Linked DNA regions of Hordeum vulgare: region 1 is linked to region 2. A link is a contact called in public Hi-C data. All regions are on one chromosome and are shown on one strand. Each heading gives the region's core, a stretch centred on a gene start, on an enhancer-like site or on the middle of the called end of the contact. The rest is flanking DNA. Distances are from core to core; before and after follow the strand shown. Region 1 holds the start of LOC123444538 (protein REPRESSOR OF SILENCING 3-like). Region 2 holds the start of LOC123444534 (pseudouridylate synthase 7 homolog).

Region 1 (5,391 bases), core at 1,070-3,569, 190 kb after region 2:
GATACAATAAATATGAAGAAAGGGATACAGTGGTGGAAAAAGTACTACTGTTATAGTCAACCTTATTGTATGGATGATTATAAATGACCACTATTAACCATGCTTCATTCATTTTATCTTCCTCCGTTTGCTAGATTCAGTGAACGTATTCCCGATCTTTTTTTTAGGGGTGTATTACCGATCAGTTTGGTTTGCATTTTGCGGACAGCACCAAAATCTCTACTTGGAAGTTGGCTGAAATTCAGGCAACGGCTCACGCGTAGAGAAGATCTCTACCCTCTGGCCGACGGTTCCATCTGTTAGCCGTTGCGCCGGCCCGGCCCAACGGGGACCAAATCTTGTCCCCTTCCCCCCACCCTTCTTCTCACAGGCTTACCTTCCCTCCACTCCGTTCAAACAAACAAAATATCCTCTCCTTCCTGTGTGATATGTGGCGCAGAGGACTCTTGGTTTCACTCCCTTCTTAGCTGTACAATGACGCGGTGTGTCTGGACGCTTCATGATCAGGAACTAGTCGAACATATGCTAGCTACAGCTGAACCAGACGCACGGTCATGTCTCTTCAGTATGATATCGTCGGTTTCAGCGAAGAAGCTGGTCAAGATAACGATCACGCTATGGGCTTCTGGTTTGCGAGACGGAGATTGATCCATGAAGGAGAACACCAAAGCCCTTTGGCAACCCACTCCTTTGTCAACAAATTCATAGCTGAATTGAAAGTGACCAAGGCAGAAGGATCAATATCACATGTAAGACCGGTGCAATCTACCTCCAGAAGATGGATTCCGCCGCCTGCGGGATGGACCAAGATGAATGTCGATGGCGTAGTCTGCAACCCCCCCCCCCCCCATAGGCGTTGTTAGCGCGGTATGCCGGGATGATCAAGTCCTCTACCTGGGTTCATCACTTGTTGTTTTCCATGGACTAACTGACCCTCATATCCTGGAAACATTAGCATGTCGTGAAGCACAGTCTTTGGGAAGGGATCTACTCCTGCAGAAGGTAGCAGTAGCGTCTGATTGCCTAGTTGCGGTAAAAGAGATTAACTCAGGATCTTGTGGTGTTACTGTCCCAATCATCAAGGAAATCAAGGACGGAAACAATGATTTTCTAGCCATATCCTTTGCTCATGAAAATAGATTATCCAATATGAAAGCTCATCACTTAGCCAAACATGCTTTGCATCTGGGGGAGGGACGTCATGTGTGGCTCGTCCAACCCTTTGATACTACTTTTATCCCTGTAACTCGTATTAGTGATCAATAAAGCAAGTGTTTTACCCCTAAAAAAAATAAAAACTTCTCCACCACTCCATAGGTCCGCGTGGAGCTGCTGCTGCTGCTGCACAGCGCTTCTGCGCCTCTGTCTGACATTTGCCCTGCTTTTGCCGTGACGCGTTCCAGGTCCAGTCTCCAGGTTGTGAGTTGTAACGATGGTCTCAAGCTTCACCCGAGAGAGTCGAGAGTCTAATGTCCTTCTCATGCTGCCCCCAACTGTGTTAAGTAATGGGCCACTTCTAATTCCAGGTTATTATTGCCTTGCTTGACAGTTTATGCAGGTGTTTGGCCTACAGGCCTTGTCTTAAAATTGTCATTGATCCAATTGTTGTTTAGGTACCCGGTGCCTCAAGCAAAAAATGGGCACGGAGAGAAATGATCGCTGTTTTTTTCTTTATCTGTACTCATCTTTTTCTTTCAGGTACCAATACCTGTTCGCGAGCAATAGTGAACTCGCTAAGTTCCATCCTTTTCTCCCCTAATAATAATAAAGCGTGGAGCGCTTCTGTCGTCCGTTGTCGGCACTTTTGCATAAAAGCCCCTCCTCTTCTGGGTATTCAGCCCGTGGTCCTTCTGTAATTGGGAGAAAACGATTCGTTCTTAAAAAAAAACCTCCCTGAGCAGCGTCACTCGGACGCATCTCGTCGGCTGCGCGGCACAGTCCGCCCCTCCTCCTACCCCCTACCCGGCTCCCCACTTCTCCTCCTCCCCTCGTCGCACGGATCCGTCGGCGGAGGGGTCACTGGCGCGCCGGCGGCTCGACTTCGAGGGGGATCTACTTTGAGCGGGGTCAACGGCCCGGGAGTCGCGCCGGACGACGCGTCACGGCGGGCGTGAGCGAGGCGAGGGACAGCGACGCCTCAGATCCACAATCCAAAATCCTCCATATCACTCCAGATCGTGGCGGGTTAGCGAGCGTGCAGCAGGTGGCTCTCTCGCTCAATCCGATCGAGCGCGTCTGCACAGGGTGGCCACGACGCATGGGCTGGATGCGGGGAACGACGGTAGTATCCGGATCCAGGTGAGTGGTGGTGGGACCGGCGTCTGGGTTCTTCGGAAGGGTTGGGGACGGGTGGATGGGATGGGATCCATTCTTCCGTTTCTCGCGCAGCAGCTTCGCCTACGTCGACTTCCAATGCCCCTCCCACAAGGCCCTGGCCAAACTCTTCTCCACCGTAAGCATCCGCCACCCCATCCAACCAACCATCTTTGTTAATAGTAGCAGATTGGGGCTTGTTGATTCTATCCGTTCGTCCAAATTAGCGCCTTTAGTGGAGATGAACGAGATTTTGGCCCTCCAATAGCTGTTTGCTGTCTTGTTTTGCGGCTGCACAGAGGATTTCTGATACGATGTTGATCTGCGTGTAGTACAAAGGGTGCAAATGGAAAGGAGGGAAGCTTAAACTTGAGAAGGCCAAGGAGCACTACCTCGTCCGACTGAAGCGAGAATGGGAGCAGGAAGCCGCGACGGCGGCGACAGCTGCTCAAGAAATGCCTGCGAAAGATGATATGGACAAGCAGGAGGAGAAGGAGAAGCGGAAGCTGGAGAAGCATGCTCTGGAAACTTCAAAGGTTAACATCTACTTCCCGAGATTGAGGAAGGTGAGTTGTCTCTCTGTGTTGCATACTTCTTTGGTTTGACTATTTTAGTGAATCTTTCAAATCGTGCATTCTGTAGTTTCTTTAATTCGTGCAAGACTACAAATAGTTATGACTATGCAAGTAGCAGTATGCCATTCCTCATGATGATTAATAGCATGATCATGACACCGTACTTGCTTTTTTCATAAGGCTGGCCTGATGCCTGAATCATGTTCATTTTAACGGAATATGAGCCAAACTAAGCTGGTGTAATTGCTAAGATCAGGTTTTGAATAAGAAATAGCAATTCAATATGAAGTCATCTTTAGATATTAGGTAAACATCTTGTTTTGTAACTGTGGTTATGACAAAAGAGACAAGGGTAAGAGAGTAGTGTATCATGCCGTACATTGATCAAAATAGCAGTTGTGCATTTCCTACCGAAATGATTATCTAATATGTCAATTATTACATTGACATGTGTTCTCCTAACCAAGGATCTGTTTTTACAGCCGAAACCTTTGCCCTTTAAAGGCAGTGGAAAGCACAAATACAGTTTCAGAAATATTGAAATCCCTTCCTACCCAATTCATTTCTGCGATTGTGAGGAGCACTGTGGACCTCCTGAGAAAGCCAATGAAGAATATGCTGCTGTTCTTAATCGTGTTGCGTTTCAGAAGGAGCGCAACATCATGAATTATGTGATGAGTAAGCTCTTTGAGAAGGACACTGAGCAAATCAATTCGTCGGAAGTGCAGAAAGGAGATGCTGAGACAGACCCCTCTGATGCTGAGGCAAAACCCTGTGATACCGAGACAGAACCCTCTGATTTCGACAATGATTTGCGAATGGAAGAAACAACAGAAAGTCCTGAAGAAGATTTGGATGATCTCCAAATGGAAGAAACAGATGATCCTTCTGAAGAAGAATTGGATGATGACGTTGTGATCAATATTGCTCCTCGTAAGGCCAATAACTCAGTTGTCCAGTTAAACAGGGCAAACCAAGCAATGAATAAGGTATGCGTATTGCAGTTACTTGCCTGAATAATTTTCCTGTGATGCACTCATAGTGTTCTTTTTTCAGCTGTTGGTCGGAAGCCACTTCTCATAAAAGATACAGAAAGTAGTTTATAAAGGCACTCCACAATTTTCTGAATCATGCATGGCAATATCACGTCTTTGTATGTCTATGTACCAATTCACTGATTGCAACGATCTTTCCTACAAAAATAAGGCCATTTTAAAGCATTGTATTTCATTTTACAGATTGCATAGCTTCTTCATGATGATTTTAACATCTGTAATTTTATTCACATTCCACAGATGCAGAATAATCATTAGGCTTTTCATCCCGGGGGAATCAGGGAAGTGCTCCCTATGACGCTGCAAGTTGTTATCATTTCATTTACCTCTTTTGGAGAAAAAAAAACAAGAGGCACCTTGACTAGGCTTCAAGGATTCCTACGATAGTGTAGTAATGAATCGTATGTATATTCCCTTGTGACATGCACAAATATTTGACTAGCATGTAACTATTTGTACAACCCCTTGATGTGTGTGAAAAATGCGGTAGAATCTGTCACAATGAGTTGATGGCTTGATTTCATCTCTTACAGAAGACAAAAGAAACATCCTGACTGTTTGAATGTTATATGCATTCTCTTAGGTACGGGTTGCTCGGCCGCCCTGAGGAGGAATGAGGAGACATGCCAGCAGACACGAGGACGTACAAGCAGCGGCCAACGACAACTTCGGGTGGCGCCGCCCTGGGTTCATCTTCGACGACGTAATGAAGGGGTTGCGGCCAGGCAGTAGGTACTTCTAGAAGGTAGTGATATGATGAACTCTGGGTACTCAAACTAATTTTGTGCTAACATTGTGATATGAGAGTTTGATTTTCTGATAAACAGAGATATGATTTCAATTCGAACACAGTTTTACATTTGTGCTTTTAAAAAACTGATGAAACTGTAAGATGGTTTTACTATTGTACTGAGCAAAAATTGTTATTTTACCGAAATAGACTTTTTACATGGAAAATGATTTGTTTAAATAGACATGTGATCAGAATATGCTTTGTTTATGTATATTCTGCAACTCTGCATTTAGATTTAGGGTTACTTGGTTAATATTTTTGAAAGAAAAATGTCACTCTAAGAGTATATTATCCAGAACTTCATATGAGCGTGTTGTCGTGTAGGCGGGAAGGCATGAATTCAACGGCGAAAACTTCTATCAGGATGGGGTCCCTCTAGGCGGGAAGGCATGGACCCAACAACAAGGACATCGATTATGATGGATTCAACCAGACTGCTCGATTACTGAATGACATAATATGGTTATGATGTGGGTTCATGGAGGTACTCTAGCCCCAAAACTATGACTCATCCAAGCTTTTCGGTCAGGTTCACTATTCTTATTTGAATGATACGTGGTGCATAGAATTAATGATTCAGAAAAAATATTTTTTCTTTGTTACGAACAAGTCTGCAACTCTTCCAGATAGAAGATTATCACTAAAAGAGAACAAC
Region 2 (5,839 bases), core at 2,163-4,662:
GCCCAGGAGCATGTGCTCACAGGAGCCAAAGTTCTGCCCCCCAGAAAAGAGTAACTACTGCAGGCATGGTGGATTCTCAAGGAAATAACTCTACGGCCATCACAGATGCTGTATTCCAATTTAACATCATGAGACGTACTAAAACTTAGAGCATGCACTAGAAGTATAGAACATACATCAGTCTCAGTGTTCTAGGTATAGCCATTAGTGCTTGTAGATAGTTGCCAGGGTACTTCTTCAAACGCTGAAGCTGAAAATGACAGAAAGCACAGATATAAGAGTTTTATTGTCAAATTAAAATGATAAAACAGAGAATAGGAAAACTACATTCCTTGTTATAACTTACTCCCTCCGTCCCAAAATAAATGTCTCAAACTTAGTACAACTTTATACTAAAGCTAGTACAAAGTTAAGACAATTATTTTGGGGCGGAGGGAGTATTTAGTAATTAATATATTTGAATCAAGACATCAATGTAATAATTTCTAGTTTATAACCTCATCCAGCATAAGTTGGTAAGTTTTCTCCATTTTGTAGTTACACTTCATACAACATCTACTAAAATCAAGTCAATGTCAAATTCTGGGCACCAGATAGACTAATATATAAGCTTGCATTATCATTCTGTGACATCATCTTGTTTTCTGTTGGTCCATAGCATCACAAGTCCTCATATCACAGATTCAACATTTTCTAGATACATCGATCTCACTTGCTACGGATAAATAGACTTTATAAGCACCAAAAATCAGCCAGAACATTACAACGATAACCAGCAAATGTGATAGGACAATAAAAGCGCTCAGATGTAACGACATATAATCCAAGAAAAGGAAGACGGAATACACTTACGATGGCCCTCTCTGCTATGAGACGCCGAGGAAAATTCCTAATAGCCACATCAATATCACCATGTTCCTTATAATGTTCCCTTACCCCATTCATGTCATCATACTGTACGCAGCTAAGTTAAGCTGAACAACTTCGAGCACTACATCTTAAAGTTTCTAGTTGTAAAACAGCAAAAATAATCAAGGATATCTCCTTCCCTTGGATCAAGAATCAAGCTAACAGCACTTCTCCACTCTCCTCTCAGCAAAGCAGCACCAACGAGATGAGTTGGTACTGAAGCACTACCAAAACGCTAGAAACAGAATACAAATAATTTTACGTCAGAGAATAGTGGCAAGAAAGCTTGAAGCATAGATAAAAGAAATAAGACGGTATGTTTCTTGTACCTGTAGACCATAGTAATTGATAAATCCACTTTTTATCAATCCATCGACAGCTGCCTTAATCACGTCTTCTGATTCTGCGATAACACTCCTGACAGATAACAGCAATGGAAAGCATGAATTCTCCAATCACTCTGTAGTTGAAAATAAAAACAATAAGGCCATGACAGGAATCTAAGATAATAGTAAATTGTAACCATCGTGAATTTTAGCATAAAATTGTGACACGGCATAGCCACCATACTTATGTTACAGCGTGTGTCACAGACTGTGTGCACCATTTGTATTGCAGAAGGTCAAACAAATTCATTATAGCATTGATGTATAGTGCCATCACAAAGAAAACATGCACCTTAAGGTAATTGTAAATCGGTTTCCCATGAGTTGACCAAGAACAAGGCCCTCCTTCACATAACTAGAAAAAGGTAATCAGCTACTGAATTATCAATGACATAAATCAATGTTGTACACAGGAGATGATACACATAACCACTTACTTAAAATCTCCAACTTTAATGCCAGTGAGTTTATTATTTAGAGCAGCCAACCTACTAGCATGTACCTTGAAAAGTGTTACCTGATGAGAAGGAAGAGAATAAAAATTCATAAACCCAAGGAAAACTAAAATATTTGTCTTTTGAAACTATATCATCCAATTTTCCTTGTGGCTGCAATAGTCAAAAGTATCGTCTTTTTTTCGGAGAAAAATATTATACTTCCCATTTTGACACCATGCTTTTTATATTGAATCACAAATCATATTGCCCAAATAAATAAATGAAAATAAATTCAAAAGGTTGATACGTGCATGAATTGACAGCATAAATTACTGTGGAAAATAAGGACCTGTTGGGTTGTAATGGCACGTTTATCCTTTGTCCCTGCAATCCTAAAAGATCGTGGCTGTGGATAATACAAGTAATTTGAGAATATGTGAATACATTCAGCAACTCAAAAAAAGAAGTTGCAAATATTTTAATGAAAACAATGGCAAACAGGCACCTGAAGCCCTAACATTTTTCCTATAACTCTTAGTGCCTCCTGGGTGTCCTTGTTCTCTTTGTAGAGATGAAACCTGTAGAATGAATTACAACCTAAATGTGCAGTCCTATGCATCCTTATGCATGAATACTAAAATATCATAGATTAAAAATGATGGGATGATATGTAATGCCATCACCTGAGAAACTTCCCAAGATGGTAAGGCCAGGTTATAGATCCTCTACTATCAAATGGCATGTCATCTCTCCAGCCTGAAGGTTCAGAACTTCCTATGCCCGTCCTATTGCTCGCTTTCTCACCAACATTCCTCCGGCCACGTGGCCCTGACCTCAACCGCACCCTAATACACCTCTGGACCCCATCGCTGTGCTCAACGGTGTCCGTCACCAAGAAGATGAAGTTCCTCTTGAAGAAGTCATGCACCTCCTAGAAAATGTCGAATACTTGACAAGTTCAAATCCAAGTTTCCACCATAACCAGTTAACCACAATATCGGGAAAATCAAACCCACCAAGCGATGAGCCTTATCAGCGTCAGGGGAGAGAATGATCGGTGAGACATTACTATCACCCTCTGAAACCCTCGACAGAAATCCCCTCAACGCCTCAGCATCAGCGTCACCGCAGAGCAGCCGGAATGAATCCAGTGCATGCGGGAGGTCCGCGTTGGCCTCGTCATCCGTATCTGCACGCTGCGAATCCGCACCAAGCCGAAACCATGGCATCAGACCACGGTTCCTGAATCCGGAAAACCGCAATGCGGGGTGGAAGCAACAGGGAGCTCGAGAGGCAAACCTCGTCGGGGAGGTCGAAGGAGGTGAGGCGGACGAGGGTGCCGTCGCGGGCGACCTCGTGGACGACGAAGTCGGAGTAGCGCTGCTTGAGGACGCCGCGGAAGCCGGGGAGTGAGGAGGCGAACCGGGAGATGCCGACGTCGGGCTCGGCGAGGGCGGCGCGGCGCTGGGCCTGGGCGGGCGGCTGGGCCACGGCGCGGGCGCGGCTGGCAAGGGGGCGGGAAGGGGGTTTTGCGAAGGAGAGGGGAGAGAGGAGGGGGTTTAGGAAGTGGCGGCAGCGCATTCGGGCGCGCGGTGGGAAGATGGCCGGCGGAGGGGCGGTGGGGAGGTGATTCGGCCAGCCGCGCGCTCCGTCTCCGTTTCTGTAGGCTGGGGGATGCGGGAGCTGGAAACTGGAGGCTGAGCGATTGTCGAAGGCGCTTGAGGCGCCGGAATTGGTTGCTGGCGCTCGCGCGCACGGTAGGCGGCCCGCGGCCCAATAGCGCTTTCCTGGTCGCTCTCACACCGGTTAAAAAGAACAACAACTACCTAAAAAAAACTGAGTATCCCTCCGTTCTTAAATATAAACCTTTTTAGATATTTCACTTAACCGAACACATACGAAGCAAGATGAATGAATCTATATTTTAAAATATGTATATATACCCATAATAAAACTTTTAAAAAGACTTATATTTAGGAACGAATGGAGTACTTACCAAGCAAAAAAATTCAATTTTTTACATTAAAGTGTAAATTGGAAATATAAATGGATACTATAATTTTTCATGTTTTAAAAAAAGTATATAAATTTAAAAATGTTTACAGATTTTACAAATGTTCACTAAATTTAAAAAATGTAATGGATTTGGAAAATGTTTGTTTATTCAAAGAAATGTTCACAAATTGACATAAATCGTGATTTTGTAAATATATTCACAAATTTTAAAGAACACATAATTTTACAAATGCTCACAAATTTGTAAATATGATCATCAATTCAAAAAAATCTAAAATTCATGGAGGACCATGTGTGTGCTCTTGACGAGGTCCTCAACATAGTGGCAGTCCATGAGATCGGTCCTGGTGGAAAGATGCATCGGGCACCACGTGCCAGCGCCCCCCCCCCCCCCCCTCGCAAGTGAGGGTTGCCCCCTTACGGTCGAGAACGTCACAGAGGTCATGGACATGGGCGGGGGCGGTGTTAGAGGGGGAGGGCCCTACTCGATGCCCACTCGTTTTGCGGGACTCGAGGCTCCCCTTCTGCGGTGGTGACGGCATCTGTCGTGGTTTTGTCACGGCATATGTCCTCGTGAAAGGACTTAATACTGGAGCCATCGCACCTTGGTGGCGACTCAAAGGAGTTAAGCGGGAGAGACACGACGATTTACCCAGGTTCGGCCCCTCGTGAGGAGGTAAAAGCCTACGTCCTGCTTTGGTGTGTATTGATATGGTTTCGATTACAAGGAGGGCGTAACTCGCCGAACCTAGCACTCGATGATTTCTAACCTCCCCCTTCCGTCCCCTGGGACTCGCCTTTATATACAGGTCGAACCCCTAGGGTTTACAAGGATACTTTCCTTCCTACAACCCGTGACCCCTGTGGTCTCTAAGTCGCCATCTTCCGAAGCTTGGAGACCTTCCAGGAGATATAAACCGTCATACGACCTTGATTCGGCCAAGACGAGGCCCAACTAAATGTTTGGGTGAATCGCCTAATGGATAACCCGGCCCAACTAGGGCGGGTCATCCACAGGTAATATCCCCAACATTAGGCCCCAAATTGACTTGAACTTTTCTTTTTCATGCCAATACCTCTGCTCCATTGAAGGCGATTCATCCCTCATTTTTCTTCATATGTCAGAAATTGTACACCCGCCATTGGGCACTGAGAATTCTTTAAGTCGCCAAACCATTACTGATTAGCCTCTTCTTATTCCTCGATTTTCGGGAAGACGGTCACAATCCCAACGGATCTTAGCGCATTGTTATCCCGAAATCTTCGGCCCGCATTTATAGCGAATCTTTTTATCCCCCGGCGGTTCCCGCTCACGGCGCCTCGATTCCAGCACCCGCTTTGATAAATAGACCAGGGGGGACAGAACTGGTGCTTCCCACCTACCAGTCTCGTCAACCTCCTCCCCATCTTAGCAGTGAGAAAATCTCATCGCCCCCGAGGAATCCGCCGCCGACCGTGCTTTCGGCCTTCACGCGAGGAGCTTCGGTGCCGCCTGTAGGCCTTCGCCGTCGTCCAGTCTCGCGCCGCAACCGACCCGTCCGCCGTCGTCGTCGTCCACTGCATCACCGTCGACCATCTCGCCATTCACCACGAACTCTGCCGCCGCCGAAAACCTCTTCGCTCGACGGGACTCCCGTGCTTCTTCAACAAACTCCATCATCGTCGGCTTCTTTCACCCGAAAGCATCAGGTTAGGCCTCCGCCCATTTTTAGGAATAGATTCAATCTCTGCTTGAAGCTCCAGCCACTGCCATGTTCTTGATGTTCCTTGCATACAGGCGCCGCCTACCCTGAACCGATTAGCATGAATGTCGATAGGATAGCTAATGCTTTGAATACCTTTACTTATCCGCCTTTACTTGTGAATCTTTTTAAAATAATGTTTTCACCAAGCGAAGGGCGTCATCTGATAATAAATTACTGCGTCCAGTCATTTTTCTTAGGTTTTCTCATCTGCCTAGTAGATCCATTCATTACCTAGTGTTTGCAAAAAGCTGTTTATAGTCTTCATACTCTGATACTTCAAACAAACACCTTTACCATCTTTAGAACGTAGCCCTTGTGAATAGCCACACTCCGTAAGTCGCCATAG

Evidence for each region. Hi-C and Micro-C count contacts between places; a contact is called where the count stands out from the background.
Region 1: a contact with region 2 is called in a Hi-C map of leaf, with 3 times the contacts expected there. The contact joins the promoter of LOC123444538 here to the promoter of LOC123444534 in region 2. A contact is called at or near these places in 5 of 6 Hi-C or Micro-C datasets (leaf, seedling and an unstated tissue) and 1 of 1 datasets of contacts at active chromatin or transcription factors (embryo).

Annotation. Positions count from the first base shown.
Region 1 is chr3H:506,529,966-506,535,356 of MorexV3_pseudomolecules_assembly, forward strand. LOC123444538 (protein REPRESSOR OF SILENCING 3-like) reads left to right here and starts at 2,320. Exons shown (of 3, transcript XM_045121290.1): 1 at 2,320-2,452; 2 at 2,646-2,879; 3 at 3,371-5,219. The coding sequence starts at 2,354. The coding sequence ends at 3,904. It overlaps LOC123444536 (dymeclin), which reads left to right. Exons shown (of 18, transcript XM_045121286.1): 18 at 1-41.
Region 2 is chr3H:506,343,769-506,349,607 of MorexV3_pseudomolecules_assembly, forward strand. It overlaps LOC123444534 (pseudouridylate synthase 7 homolog), which reads right to left and starts at 3,413. Exons shown (of 19, transcript XM_045121280.1): 1 at 3,032-3,413; 2 at 2,749-2,928; 3 at 2,416-2,663; 4 at 2,238-2,310; 5 at 2,082-2,138; 6 at 1,733-1,812; 7 at 1,588-1,650; 8 at 1,239-1,326; 9 at 1,042-1,144; 10 at 853-956; 11 at 177-250. The coding sequence starts at 3,313.